3 separate regions of the Mus musculus genome follow, and all the other regions are linked to region 2. The links are chromatin contacts, called in public Hi-C maps. All regions are on one chromosome and are shown on one strand. The core of a region is the stretch at or near the end of the contact, and the rest is flanking DNA. Distances in the headings are between cores, read along the strand shown.

Region 1 (4,448 bases), core at 601-3,100, 82 kb before region 2:
ATGAAAGAAAGGAAGGAAGGAGGGAAGAAAAAGAAAAAAAAGTCTCTTTAGTCACCTTCAATCTGAAACAGGAATTTAGTCTTGCTATGTTTCATGGCTTTGCTGTTCTTGAAGTTCATCCTTGTTAGCAGGACGAATGTGTTTCAGTTCGAGGTTGTCTGAGGTTCCGTCATTAGCTTATGTGTGTTCCATGCATGTCATCGGAATGTCACAGGAAGGACAATGTGTTCATCTTAATACATAGTATCAAAGGCACATGATGATGATGATGAAACCTATTTCTTCTCATGTAAACTTTTCTCATGTGGTACAGAGGGTAGCTGGCCAGTTTCTCCACAGAGATGCTCATTAAAGTCTCTGTGAAGGTATTTTAATAAGCATCTAATAAGCATTGGCATATGTTCATAACAATTCACTAGGATGTGATTAGTGTTCTGTGGGGAAGACTGGGAGACTGTGTCCATGTCTATTGTCTCAGTGAGCCATCACCTGTTAATTTTTCATCTACCTAGGCCAATTATTAATATTGATGAATAATTATAAAATGCAACCCATTCCTTCTAAAATGATCACTTAGCATTCTACTTCAAAGTGTAGTTATTTATTTAAGCCATTGTTGATTGGTGGGTTCTTACTTTGTAGAATGAATCACAGTCTGTTTCAACATTACTTCCTTTAATTCTCGAGCTGTCTTAGATTTGGCCAGCAGGAGCCTCCTGACATTGGCTTTGGTGCTTCTTGCTGGACCCCATCAGAAAAAGAAACAAAGAAAAAGTCCTAATTTTGTTACCAGAAATTCTATAACTTATCTTGTTATGTTTCTTGCTTCAGTCAGTTATTTCTATAGAACGTTATAGTAATTTTTTTTTTCGGACAGAGTTTCATGTAGCCCAGGCTGACCTCAAATTCATTACATAGCCAAGGCTAGTCCTGGACTCTTAGGTTCTCCCTCCCCCATCTCCTGAGTGCTGCAGTTACAGAAATTCACCATCATGCCTAGTTTTATGTGGCACTGGAGTTGAATTCAGGCCTTCTTTCATGACAGGCAACTGAGCTGTATCTTCAGCTATGTTCAGTAAGTTTTAATTAAAAATGGTATTGAGAAACTGAGATTTAGGCATTAACAGTACTCTGTCTAGGGTCACACTGACCCCAGCAGTGGGGATAGGGCTACACACATCCTCATATACACACATACTTTATCAGTTTCTGTATCTAAATCTTTTGACATCACTGCATTCATTCTAATGCCCCTTATCATATAAATTATTAAAGAATATTGTGCTTTTTTTGTCAGCAGAGAATGCTAGCCTCCATTATCAATACTTTTGATTAATTCTTTTGCACACAGTCAATATTACAGTCATTGAAGCTTCTTCTCAATGCCAGTGCCTCTAACACACATTAGCCAGTGTTAGACCAGGTACAGAGAGATTCACCACAGCTCTGGAGCTGAGACCGCCACATCCATGCTGTCTTCAGGGAGTCCTGACTACTTCATCGAGGTGGCTTTAACTCACAGTTAAGTGTGAGGATTCTACAAGCACATGGTCTAGCTTATGCAACATCCCTGCCACGTTATGACTGGGCAGTCTTAAGCAAATTACTTAATGTCTTCTAGTATCTAAACTTTCTCTGTTCAAAGAAAAGCCATAACAGGGACAAAGCAGTTATCAGCCCCCCCTTCTCCTGATTTGAGTATGAATCTTTGTCTCAGAAGAATAGTCATTAGCTGGAGGTTGTGAGGGAACTTCAGGGCAGACATCTCAGCCAAGCGAGAGGGAAACACCCAGCAGGAAAACTATAAGCCATCACAGAGTGATGTAAGTCCGGGTCTCCACTCTCCTTCCTCTCAACTTGATGGGGCCGTGCGTGGGCTTGCCTGTTGCAGAGAACTAAGTGAGGACCAGATGAGGTGAGGCTCCCCAGTGCACGGAGTAGGAGATAATTTAATGAATGCCTTCCACTCTGCTTTCATATGCCTCTTCAAATGCAGGTCTTGTTCACTGAAGAGAGTGTATAAAACTCAGCTAAGCAAAGCTAACAGCCATTACTGGCAGCTCCATTAGGCAAGAATAACTGCTGTTTACATTTTGAAATCGCTCTTTCCAGACTGATTTCTTTGCACATTGAATGTAAACTTTATGTGATGGCATTCCTTCCCTGTTCTCTCCGTTCTGTGTGAAGAAAGAACCAGGTTCCCCATGGGGTGTCTTCCCTGCCCCTCCTGTCCATTGGCTGGCTGAACTCAGTACAACAATATCCCCTCCAAAGCACTGGTGACAGCAGAGCTTGTGTGGACACTGTGTAGTGTATAAACATGCACCCCTCCTGATGGGTGCTTCTGTCTGGGGCACCTTCTTCCCATGGGACCTATCTTCCAGGTGGAGAAGGCCAGGGAGCATGTTTGTCACTCTGTGGTATTTCCTGTGGAAGCTGGCTAGAGTCCAGATCCCTGAGGAAACACAGCACAGGCCTTTTCTATAAGCACAGCTCTTAAATAGACTGGGAGGTGTGTGTGTGTGTGTGTGTGTGTGTGTGTGTGTGTGTGTGTGTGTGTGTATGTGTACTCTAGGCAGGAGGAGACCACTGTACTTGAGCTATAGACACACCAACTCATGGGCATCCCAGGTCTCTGGCTTTCCTTTGACACTGAGTCAGTTGGTCAGCAGGGAGAATAGCCTTATCTTGGAATTTTTACTGCACCACCAATGAAGAAAATACTACTCCAAGGTCAAGTTTACTCTAAGATCTGTGGATGTACCCATCACGTATGTCTGTCAAAAGTCACTGGATCAGCCAGGCATCATGACATAGGATTATAAAGGTAGTGTTTGGGATCACGGAGCAATAAAGTCATGAATTGGGCTATACAGTAAGATACAATCTCCAAAAGGGACATAAAACAAACAAACAAACAAACAAACAAAAAAAAAACCCACTCCATCAGTAGGACTCTCTTCTGGCACTGCCTAAATTTTCATTTCATTCAGAAACCATATTAGTGTGTGGTAAATATCCTGCCCAAATTTTGTGATTTGCTATTTGCAAATGATTCAAAATTTTACCTTGAAATATTTGAGACCCCTATCCAGAAAGTTTAATTCATCAAGATGAAAGTATCTAATCACCCCTAACTCCTAGGAAACACCATGGAGAAAGAGACAGAAGGACTCTAAGAACTGCAGTGGGGGAGGGGCATGGTGCAGAATGCCAACATAAAGGTCTAATGTGTCCATACACTCTTCAAAAAAGTGACCAATAAAAACAACCCTTGGGATTTTCCTGCGAAATTGTTGTTGTGTATCAGTTGATACCAGCTCAGTGCTAACAACTGGATGGCAGCAAGGACAAGAGGAACACAGGAGGGAGATGGTAGAAGTGACCTAGAAAGTAAAACCAAACATCACTGCAGTGTGGTGGTTTGAATAGGTCTGGCTCCCATAGTGGCACCATTAGGAGGTGTGGCCTTGATGGAGGAGGTGTGGCCTTGTTGGAGGAGGTGTGGCCTTGTTGGAGGAGGTGTGGCCTTGTTGGAGGAGGTGTGGCCTTGTTGGAGGAGGTGTGGCCTTGTTGGAGGAGGTGTGGCCTTGTTGGAAGACGTGTCTCAATATGTAGGTAAGCTTTGTGGTCTCCTACACATAGGTTCTGCCCAGTTTAGAAGATAGTCTCCTGGCTGCCTTCAAATCAAAGTGTAGAATTCTTGGCTCCTCCAGCATCAAGTCTGCCAGGATTCAGCCATGCTTCCTGCCATGATGATAATGGACTAAACCTTGGAAACTATACTCCAGCCCTAATTAAATGTTTTTCTTTATAAGAGTTGCCTTGGTCATGTTGTCTCTTTACAGCAAAGAAACCCTAAGACACAAAGCCACTTTGTGAAGCATGTTGATCTCATCGTTTAGCTAGCATTTGGATGTGGGCACCTAGTATTTTTATAACACACCAACCCATCTATCCCATGCCCTTACTTCCTTCTCACTATGACTAGCAATATTAAAGTCATTGCAACCTCTGGCACCAGGCTTTGGCCCTGTACTTCCCTACTGAATTATTGTAGAATCTACCTTTTGCCTAGACTTCCCTGACACCCAGACAACTGGCCATGGATGGAGAAAAGCTCCCACTCATGAGAACTGTCTGTAACCAACTCTGTGCCTCATCCTAGGGAGTCTTCAGTGAGTCTGGTAGTCCTTCCTTGTTTTCTGAGTTATTTAGCTCTCCTATACTCAGAGAAGACTGTTCTGTTTTATTAAAGGCGATGGTGTAGTGGCAGAAGGGAGCCTGGGTGGGCCCATGCCTAAGCATTCCCTCTGAGAAATCAGCTTTAGGATAGGCTTAGTATAAAAGGGAGTTTGTTTGGAACATAAGGAAGAGGGTAGAGGCAGAGAATGGGGCACAGAGAAGAACAGAGAGAGGAGAAAGAGGGAAAAGACCAGCTGGGGACA
Region 2 (4,523 bases), core at 990-3,489:
ATCAGTTCTTTGGTCTGTCGTGAACATATCTACCAAGGAGAAGTCATAAAACAGAGTTTATTTTCAAGGACTGCTATAATCGTATTCCTCTGACCTCTAACACTATTTTGAGATGGAAAGGAAACATTTCCCAGATTTTTGCAGTCAAAATAGTCTTTAAAGTCGGTTTGTTTGGATAAATGTTCAATGTTTCAAATTTGCCTTATTTTCCCCAACTCCCCATCCTGGGAGTGAGTCTGATGTTCAGGTAGGATTGTGGTGCTGGTTCAAGGCTGTGAGTTCCCTGTGACACCATCTGAATTTCCTCTGCCTTCTATCAAAGACCGCCAGGCTGGATGTCATAGACCACTGAGGTGTGACAGAAGGGATTTTTGAGCCACCCTAGCCTGGGTTTTATAGTCCCAGCCACTTTTATCTTGTTTTAAAATTCTAGCTACTAATTCATTCTGAGTCAAGATCTCTACCAGCCATCATTTCCTCTTTTCTTCTTCCCTCCCCTCCCTTCCTCACCCCTCTTCCCCTTCCTTCTTCTCCACCATCATTTCTTCCTCTTTTTAATTCCTTCCTTCCTTCCTTCCTTCCTTCCTTCCTTCCTTCCTTCCTTCTTTCCTCTTTTCCTTCCTCCCATAGAGGGTTTCATTATGTAGAGCTAGTCGGCCTGGAACTCATTATCGAACAGGCTGACCTTGAACTTACAGAGATCTACTTGCCTCAGATTCTTGGTCCTGGGATGTGCTCCTTCCTTCCTTCCTTCCTTCCTTCCTTCCTCCCTCCCTCTCCCTCTCCTCCTTTCTTCCTTCCTTTCTTCTTCTTCTTCTTCTTTTTTTTTTTTAACTTTTAACATGTTGTGTTTCCAAAGAGTTGATATGGAACAGGGAAAACCAGCATGAAGCCTGACTTTCCCTGTACCCCACTTTCTCATTGTAGAAACAGCAAGGGATCAGCATGAGCCCTGCCCTCTGTATTTCAGTGGGCACCCTCAACCCTCACCTTGGAGCCAGAATGGCGCATGATTACAGTAACCTTTTTGTGTGAGGAATCACCTGCTTTCTGTGTTACACTGTCCATACTATAAAGCAAACACACTTATAGAGAAAGCTTGCAGACTTCTGTGGAATCCCTGGGCCATGGACAGAAGCATTGTGCAGACATTTGATGCATGTTGTCAGTTGCAGAGAAGGGTAACACAATAATCCATTATCTTCCATTACCCTAATGTGGTTTGCTTAACCCAATTAGCCAGGTGAGAACATGGATTGTAATGAAACCCTAAACCTGTACACTGAGGCAAATCATAGCAGGGGATTGGTGTTGGGGAGATGACATGGAGAAACAAGACCACCCTGAAACTCCATTTCCTAGGACTGGGCTGTAGCAGAAATCCAGAAGACAGGAAAGAAAGTGCAGGAAAAAGATAGGAAGCCTTGAGGCTGTGGTTCTCAACCTTCCTAATGCGGTGGCCCTTTAATACAGTTCCTCATGTTGTGACCCACAGGTTGGGAACCACTTCCCTAAGATGCCCACTGAACACAGTTTTTAGTGACCACCGCTCTTAAGGAAATTGCTTAAAGCAAGATTGCCAAACAAACCCTTACTTGGGTTCAAGTTCTTTCTGATCACGCCAATAAAAATAACTTCAAGGTATGCGAGCATGCACACACACACATACACACACACACACACACACACACACACACACACACACACACACACCCCTCAGCATCTCTGACAGTTTTGCACCCTAAGCCTTTTTCAGCAATGTTGCGACCAGTTAGGTAACTCATTAAACCTTAGATCCTGTGCCAATGATCTTAGCTTCTAGTCATTTCATTTGTACTTCTTTGACCTTTTATTAGTAAAATAAGTCTGTGGAGCTCTGCATAAGTGTGTATGTATTATGGTTGTACATTTTTCTGTTCTGTGTGCATGTGCACATGTTTGTGTAGGCCAGAGGTTGTCGATGGGTGTCTTCTGAGATAACACTTTCAACTTCATTGTCTAAGGCACGATCTTGCAGAAAGCCAGAGCTCTTGGACCTTGCTAATCTTAACCTAGCCAGCTTGTCTTAAGGGTCCTCTGACTTACCTCCCCAAATGCTGGGGTTACAGGTGGTCTATCATGCTAGACAGGCATTTAAATGAGTGCTAGGGACCCAAACTCCAGTTCTCAAACTTGCAAGGTAAGTGTTGCAGTCACTAAGCCACCTCTCCAGCCCGAGTCTGTGCGCTTAGGTAATGCTGACCAACTAAGGGTTCAAAGTCTTGTTTCTTAACTCGGTAAACACAGAAGTGGGTGTTGGTAGGGATTTCATACTCTTTGTCAATAATTTGTGAATTTAAGCATCAGACTTCCTCAGGAGAACCCATGTGGCCACTAGAAACTAATCAGAATCTGAGGTGGGGCCTAGGCTTCAGTACTGTTTATGGATTCCTCTGTAAGTTCTTTAAATGTATAGACTTTTAGAGAAATCTTGAGTGAACAGAGGGTACGTTTCCCGTAATGATCCATGAGCAGTGCAGATACAGTAGGGCTGGCTAAAGTCCAGACTGTTTTAGAACTCACTCGGAGGAGCCTATTTTCTGTGTCTAGTCTTCAAAAAAGTTGTTTTTTTTTTAAATCTCTTTTTGATTGTTTTGGGAATTTTATCCCTGAATTTAATGTGTTTTGATTAATCTATCGCTATTATCTTTCTTCTGACTCCTTCTTTATATATCCACTACATACCTTTCACCTACCAATTTCATGGCTCTTAGAAACAAAGAACAACTCACTGAGTCCACATAGTGCTGCCTATGTGTGCTTGTGGGTATAGGAGCACCTACTAGTCCAACAGCCCACATTCCCAAGGAAAACTGACTCGACCTCCCCCAGTAACCCAATTGTCAAAAGCTTCTCTGGGTGGGATTTTTTAGTTGCATATGAGTCCGCGTGTGGGTTTGTATACAGAGTATAGCACTCTCAGAAGCTAGAAAAGGGCACTGGATCCTCTATAGCTGAAGTTATAGGCAGATGTCTTAGAAGCTGAGCTCAGGTCCTCTACAGTAGTGGTATGTACTCTTAACATCTGGGCCATCAGCCATCTATTGAGCCCTCTTCTGTGTGCTTTTGATAGCAACACAATGTAAATTCATGGGATTGTGTTGGATAATTTAGCTGCTTTAAAATTCTCCTGTTCCCCACCCATTTGATTCCTCACACCTGCCTTCAAGGCTACGGTAACACCTATTTGTTTTTTCCTTTCCAATTTTGTATATAAGGTCATGTGAAGCATAGTATTTCAGTGGACAAGGGACTAGACATACACAGTCTTAGAGTTCACATTACCCAGTGCACCACAGCCATTACAGTCTTTGTGAGATCTGTTTCACATACGCTTGTGGTGATGCTGGTGAATAAAGCTTCATGTGGGGATAGAGAAATGGCACAGCATACACAGTTATGTGTAATAAATGATGCTTGATCATGATACAGACTGTACGGCTGGGTATGTACTTGTTATGCTATCTGTTTGCACTGCCTTTCTTGGGTGCACTCCTGTTTAACAAAATGTTTATTATGGGATACTCTGCGGTGCTATGCTGGCAACAGCTTCGTGTGTCTCCTATTGATTGGGTATCTCGATGGCTTCATTTTTCTCTTGGGATTGCTTTAATCTTATACCTTTCTGCTCATCGTGACCCTTAAGCACCAAATCTCCAGCACTAGTGTTGCCAGTATGAGCTGGCACTGAGTGGCTCACCTGCAAATGAAGCTAACATTGATCAAGGACTATGAAAGTGGAAAAGCAGCTGTGGGTCCTGTCCAGTCAGGTATGCCCCACCCCACCAGAGCTGTGATCCTGAAGAGCAAAAGCCAAGTAATAGAAGCTGTGAGAAAGGATTTGCTTCATTGAAAGCAATGAGACTGGCAGAAATTCAAGGATATGAAGAAACTTCTAGAGACTTGCATTTAGGACTAAACAGCATCTCATCAACATGGCGATGAACACAGCCAAATCGAAATGCTCGTTTGTGATATCGACAGAAACAGCTGCACCCAGCTATGATGCTACCTTTCCAACTAACTCTGGGTAGCTCAAGTGATTGAAGGATCATTCTTCATTGTGTAAAGGGAGAGTGATTTAGTGAGGGTCTCCCCAAGTCTGCAAGTGCTGACAGGAAGGCAGCTAAAGAAAATCTGGAACCTCTCCAGGAGTTGAAGGTGGGAAGATGGCTGAGCAGCACAGTCTTCATTGGGGAGAAGCCTCCTATGCTGTGAAGAGATGCTTGAAAGGGCTTTCATCTATAAGGGGTTCAGCCAATGTAGGTTTAAAAGATTTAGAGACAAAGACACAGTCTTGCTTGCGAGCTATGCTATTCAGGTTTTTTTCATCGCTGTAACAAATGCCCAAGTAACCATATTGTGTTTATCCATTAATGAAGTCAGAATCCTCATGAGCCAATCATTTTCCCAAATGCCACTTCTGAACTCTGCTTGCATCAGGGGCATGAGCCTTTTAGGAGGACAGACACTTCATGACCAGA
Region 3 (4,169 bases), core at 516-3,015, 72 kb after region 2:
AAGGCCAACCAACTCCCCTATTTTTTCTACTCTTCTCCCCCCCCTCGAAGATATCTCAGCGCCTATATTCAGCTTGAGGAAGTTATGAAGAGTTGTTGTTCCAGTTCCCTGGACTTGGGAGTCTAGAGGTAGTTATTCTAGTTGTCTTTCTGGGGAATTTTGAAATGGCCATAATTGAAACAGGGAGGAAATAGCTAGAATTGATTGTGTAGCCATATTCCTATTTGGTAAAAATCTTTACAATAGTTACTAAGTTGAAGTCATAATTTCTTATTTTGGTACAGAATTTATTTTGATACAGAGTCAAGGTTCTCATTGGTATAAATTTCTTCTTTTGATATAAAAAATTTTAAAAGTACAAGGTTTGGACCCAGTCTTTCTGTAAATGCCATTACAAACTGATCTGAGATGTTTAAGCCTGTGAGTTAAGGGCCAGGTAACAAATTAATGGCTCTGAGTTTATTGTTAAGGTGTTTTCAGATAATTTAATTAGAAATAGTTGAGAGTAGTTAACAGACAACTGTCCAGATGACTTTACATAGCTTTTTTACTTTACATAGGTTTTCATACTTTACATAGGTTTTCAAAAATGTCAGAAATCCACACAATGTGACATTTAATGTTATTTATTCTTTTGTTGTTGAGACATATCTGCTCTTAGCAGCTCCCCTTTTGTGGATTCAAAGAAGAAATTGAGTGTCTCTACCTCCAGTTGAGGTAGTACAGTGGCTAGGTGGCCACTGGGCAGAAATTGCCTATTCATCTATAGACTAAATACCATCCAGAAAAAGGACACACTATGCGGAATAGTCGACTCATAATCTCTGCCAAGTCAGGGTAATCAGTCCTTCAAAATTCTGCAGTACAAAGGTCTGTCAGATGATCCTGGGCCAGAAGGCTAAAGACTGATGCTCCAACTTCCTGACATATAGGAGCTGTATAGGTAGGCAGCTGTCTCTACAACTTGTCTCAGTTCTGGAAGATGTGCTAGGCTTCCTATATTTTCAGATAATATTGGTCATTCTCAGATTTCTGATGGGATTGAAGACTAATTATAGTCTCATAACCAACCCAGGCTATTTAGCATTGAGAGAATATATTTAAGAAGATAGTTTTCAGATAGTATACAAGCTAAACCAGGTGATAACATATAGATTTATAAGTCTTTTAAGTTAAGATAGATGACAGGGTTCTATTTAATTGATAAAAATTTTGGACTGGGTGTTAGGTCTCTTTTGTGCTTTATAAATTGCAAAATGTTAATAGCTGTGCTCAATTTATATCTGAGATAAGAGTCTTTTAATTGGACAGAAAGGGGGAAGTCTTGTGGGTAGCCCTGGTGCTGTTTGTATTTTGATGCTAATTCACCTTCCCCAAGAGGGGCTGTGTGGGACTAGGAGTGAATCACATATTCAGAACTTCCTGTGACCCTTCTAATAAACAAAGAAACCAATCACTGGGTGAGTAGGTGGGACCTCCAGGTCAGAAAGATGGATGGAGAGGGAGAAGAGGAGAATGAGCCCGAGAATGTGAGATGAAAAAAAAATGTAGATAGCAGAGACCCTGTTTCAGGTGGTGGATCCATTTGTATCCACTACTGGTGAATTTAACTTAGAATGGCTCATAAATTTGGATGTTAGTTGTTGTGCTCAGTGATTGAGTTACCATTGATTCTGAAAAAAAAAAAAAATCTAGCAAATAGAGCTGGGCATTTGGAGGCAGAGGCAGGCAGTTTTCTGATCCCAGGCCAGCTTGGTTGACATAATGAGCTCCACCTAGGACAGTCAGAGCTACATCATGAGAATTTGTCTCAAACAAGCAAACAATCACCAGATACTTGGACAATCAAACTTGTACAACTAGAGAGTATGAATAACAAAGGAACGTGGGCAACAAAAACAACTTCTGAATGACAGAAGTAGACAATCCACATGGCCTAATTTCAAGGCATTTAATACAGCAAGGCAAAGAGTGCTGTGATATCATGGGAGGACAGCTCACCAGACACAAGGAACAGAACAGAGAGGCCTGGAAGCTGACCCAAGCACACCCACACTTGCACAATCGACTGATGTGTGATAAGCATCATTCAGAACAAAGTAATCAATGTGCCAGGCACTTTAAATAAATGAAGCCATGTCAACAGAGTGACTATACAACGAAAGAAAGGAACAGCAAAAGGGGGCCACCGTGTTGAGCACCATACGAACATGTAAAAATATTCAAACACTGGGAGAAAACACAAGAGGAAGTATTTGGAATATTGATTTGGGCCAATTTGTTTTCATAGAGGATCCAAAAACAGTAACAACAACAACAACAAAAAAGGACTCACGCCACTTCATACTTTAAAAGGGTTTATTTTTTATCAAAAGGAACTAAGAAAATAGTTTTTGAAAAGTTGCAGATAAGCAGAAAATACTTTTCAAACACTCATAGAGTGTCTTTTGGTGCTCACACCTGTAATCTTAGCACTTGGGAGGCTGAGACAGGAGGATGATCCTGAGTAAAGCTGTCTCAAGTAAGTAAGTAAGTAAGTAAGTAAGTAAGTAAGTAAGTAAGTAAGAAAGAATCAATAAAGCCGTCAAGGGAGTAAAAACATAGAAACCAACAAGCAAAGACCCTTTAACAATCTTAACAAACAAGGTGTAGTTACATAAGCCTGAATCCCAGCACTGTGCTGACTGAGGCAGGAGGATTGAGAGGCCAGTCTAGGCAACATAGTGAGATCCTGTCTCAAAAGAAAAAGAAAAGGGAGAAAAGAAAAGGAGGAGAAGAGGAAACAAACAAAAACACCTCTTACAACTCATTTAGAAAACACACAACCAAAAATAGTGGTTAAAAGAATTTCTCAGACTCTTCACTGTGGATTGGTTTAGAGACAGCAAGTGAGTTCACAAAAAATATGTTCAGTATCATAATACTGAAAATCAAAAGTACCATATACCTCCAAGAATTGCAAAACTCAAAAACACTGATAATGTAGAAATCTATAATCTGGATCCTTTACGCCCTTCTGGTGGGAATCTATACATGCTGAAAAGCAGCTGGGTGGTTTTTGTCAAGCAAAACATACTACACACTATTACCATACATACTAACAAATATTAGGAAAGTCAGCAGCCTCCAAAACCTACAACTATCCTTTCCACTCTCTTGTGACTTCTGTTACAAACTTGTAAGTCTTGCCATTCCTTGTCTTGTAGAAGATCATTCCAGTTCCTGTTATATGACATATTCTCTTTATGGAGTAGGCTCTGTGCTTTTCTTCCTCTAGGAAAATATCTCAGTACCTACTGTGTAGGTCTGATGACCCTAGTTTGATCCTCAGCCTGTACATGAAATGGTATGAATGGTATGGTGGTACACATTAGTAATTCCAACACTGGGCAGGCAGAGATGGGAAGATCCCTGGGTCTTCTTGGCCAAGCCAATCTAGCAGAATCAGCAGCCGCAGAGAGAGCCCCATTGAGAGACCCTTTCTCAATAACTAAGGGATGACACCTGAGGTTGTTTTGTGACCTCCATATGCACACTACACATGTGCCATTGCTTGTGTGCACACATACAGTTATTACCCCCACCAGCACCACCCATCATATTAAGTCCTACACTATTCCGGAATAACCTTATTTTAATCAATGAATCTATAATGGCTACATTTCCAAATAAAGTCACAGTCTCAGGTGCTGGGATTTAGCACAACATTTGGAAGATCAACCCACTGAATCTTCCTCCAGGGTTGTGAAAACTGAAGCCATAGCTCAAGTGGTAAAGCACCCGCTGTACAAACATGAGATTGTAGCCTCAGAACCCATGAAAAAAGTTATATGGTGGTGCATGCCTGCAAACCCAGTACTCGGGGAATGAGGCAGAGACACATAGATTCTCAAATCTCATTGACAGCTAGCTTAGCCAAGTCAATACTTATTCAGGTTCAGTGAGAGGCCCTGTCTCAAAAAATAGACAGACAGCAATCAAGAAAGGACAACCTATATCTACCTCTGACCTCCACATGCATGTGCACAAATGTGAACACAGCTACACTGACAAGTACACACACATGTGCACACACCTATACTAACAAGCACATGTACCATGCATGTACATCATAGACCCTCACACACACATGCACACACATATACACATGACATATATGAGATGTTTAT

The links. A called contact is a pair of places that touch in the nucleus more often than the background predicts.
Region 1: a contact with region 2 is called in a Hi-C map of neutrophils, with 1.6 times the contacts expected there. The contact joins two enhancer-like sites. A contact is called at or near these places in 14 of 484 Hi-C or Micro-C datasets (CD8 T cells, the G1E-ER4 cell line, the HL-1 cell line and 8 more) and 2 of 9 other capture datasets (adipose tissue and liver).
Region 3: a contact with region 2 is called in a Hi-C map of liver, with 1.8 times the contacts expected there. The contact joins two enhancer-like sites. A contact is called at or near these places in 4 of 39 promoter capture datasets (the C10 cell line, liver and neutrophils), 2 of 15 datasets of contacts at CTCF or cohesin (CD8 T cells and large pre-B cells), 11 of 484 Hi-C or Micro-C datasets (the HL-1 cell line, bone marrow-derived macrophages, effector CD8 T cells and 3 more), 3 of 115 datasets of contacts at active chromatin or transcription factors (embryonic stem cells, hepatocytes and liver) and 2 of 9 other capture datasets (adipose tissue and liver).

The regions. Positions count from the first base shown.
Region 1 is chr2:3,539,956-3,544,403 of GRCm38.p6, forward strand. No RefSeq gene overlaps it. Among named protein-coding and RNA genes, the nearest start is that of Cdnf, 29 kb to the left of the region's middle. Within about 2 kb of position 1,851, at least 11 of the 459 cell types and tissues checked have an H3K27ac peak or open chromatin away from gene starts, as enhancers often do. A contact at or near this core is called in myeloid progenitors and neutrophils, where this site is marked.
Region 2 is chr2:3,621,887-3,626,409 of GRCm38.p6, forward strand. All of the region lies in intron 1 of LOC108168726, which reads left to right. Among named protein-coding and RNA genes, the nearest start is that of Fam107b, 89 kb to the right of the region's middle. Within about 2 kb of position 2,240, at least 29 of the 459 cell types and tissues checked have an H3K27ac peak or open chromatin away from gene starts, as enhancers often do. A contact at or near this core is called in hepatocytes, liver, myeloid progenitors and 1 more, where this site is marked.
Region 3 is chr2:3,694,051-3,698,219 of GRCm38.p6, forward strand. No RefSeq gene overlaps it. Among named protein-coding and RNA genes, the nearest start is that of Fam107b, 17 kb to the right of the region's middle. Within about 2 kb of position 1,766, at least 4 of the 459 cell types and tissues checked have an H3K27ac peak or open chromatin away from gene starts, as enhancers often do. A contact at or near this core is called in hepatocytes and liver, where this site is marked.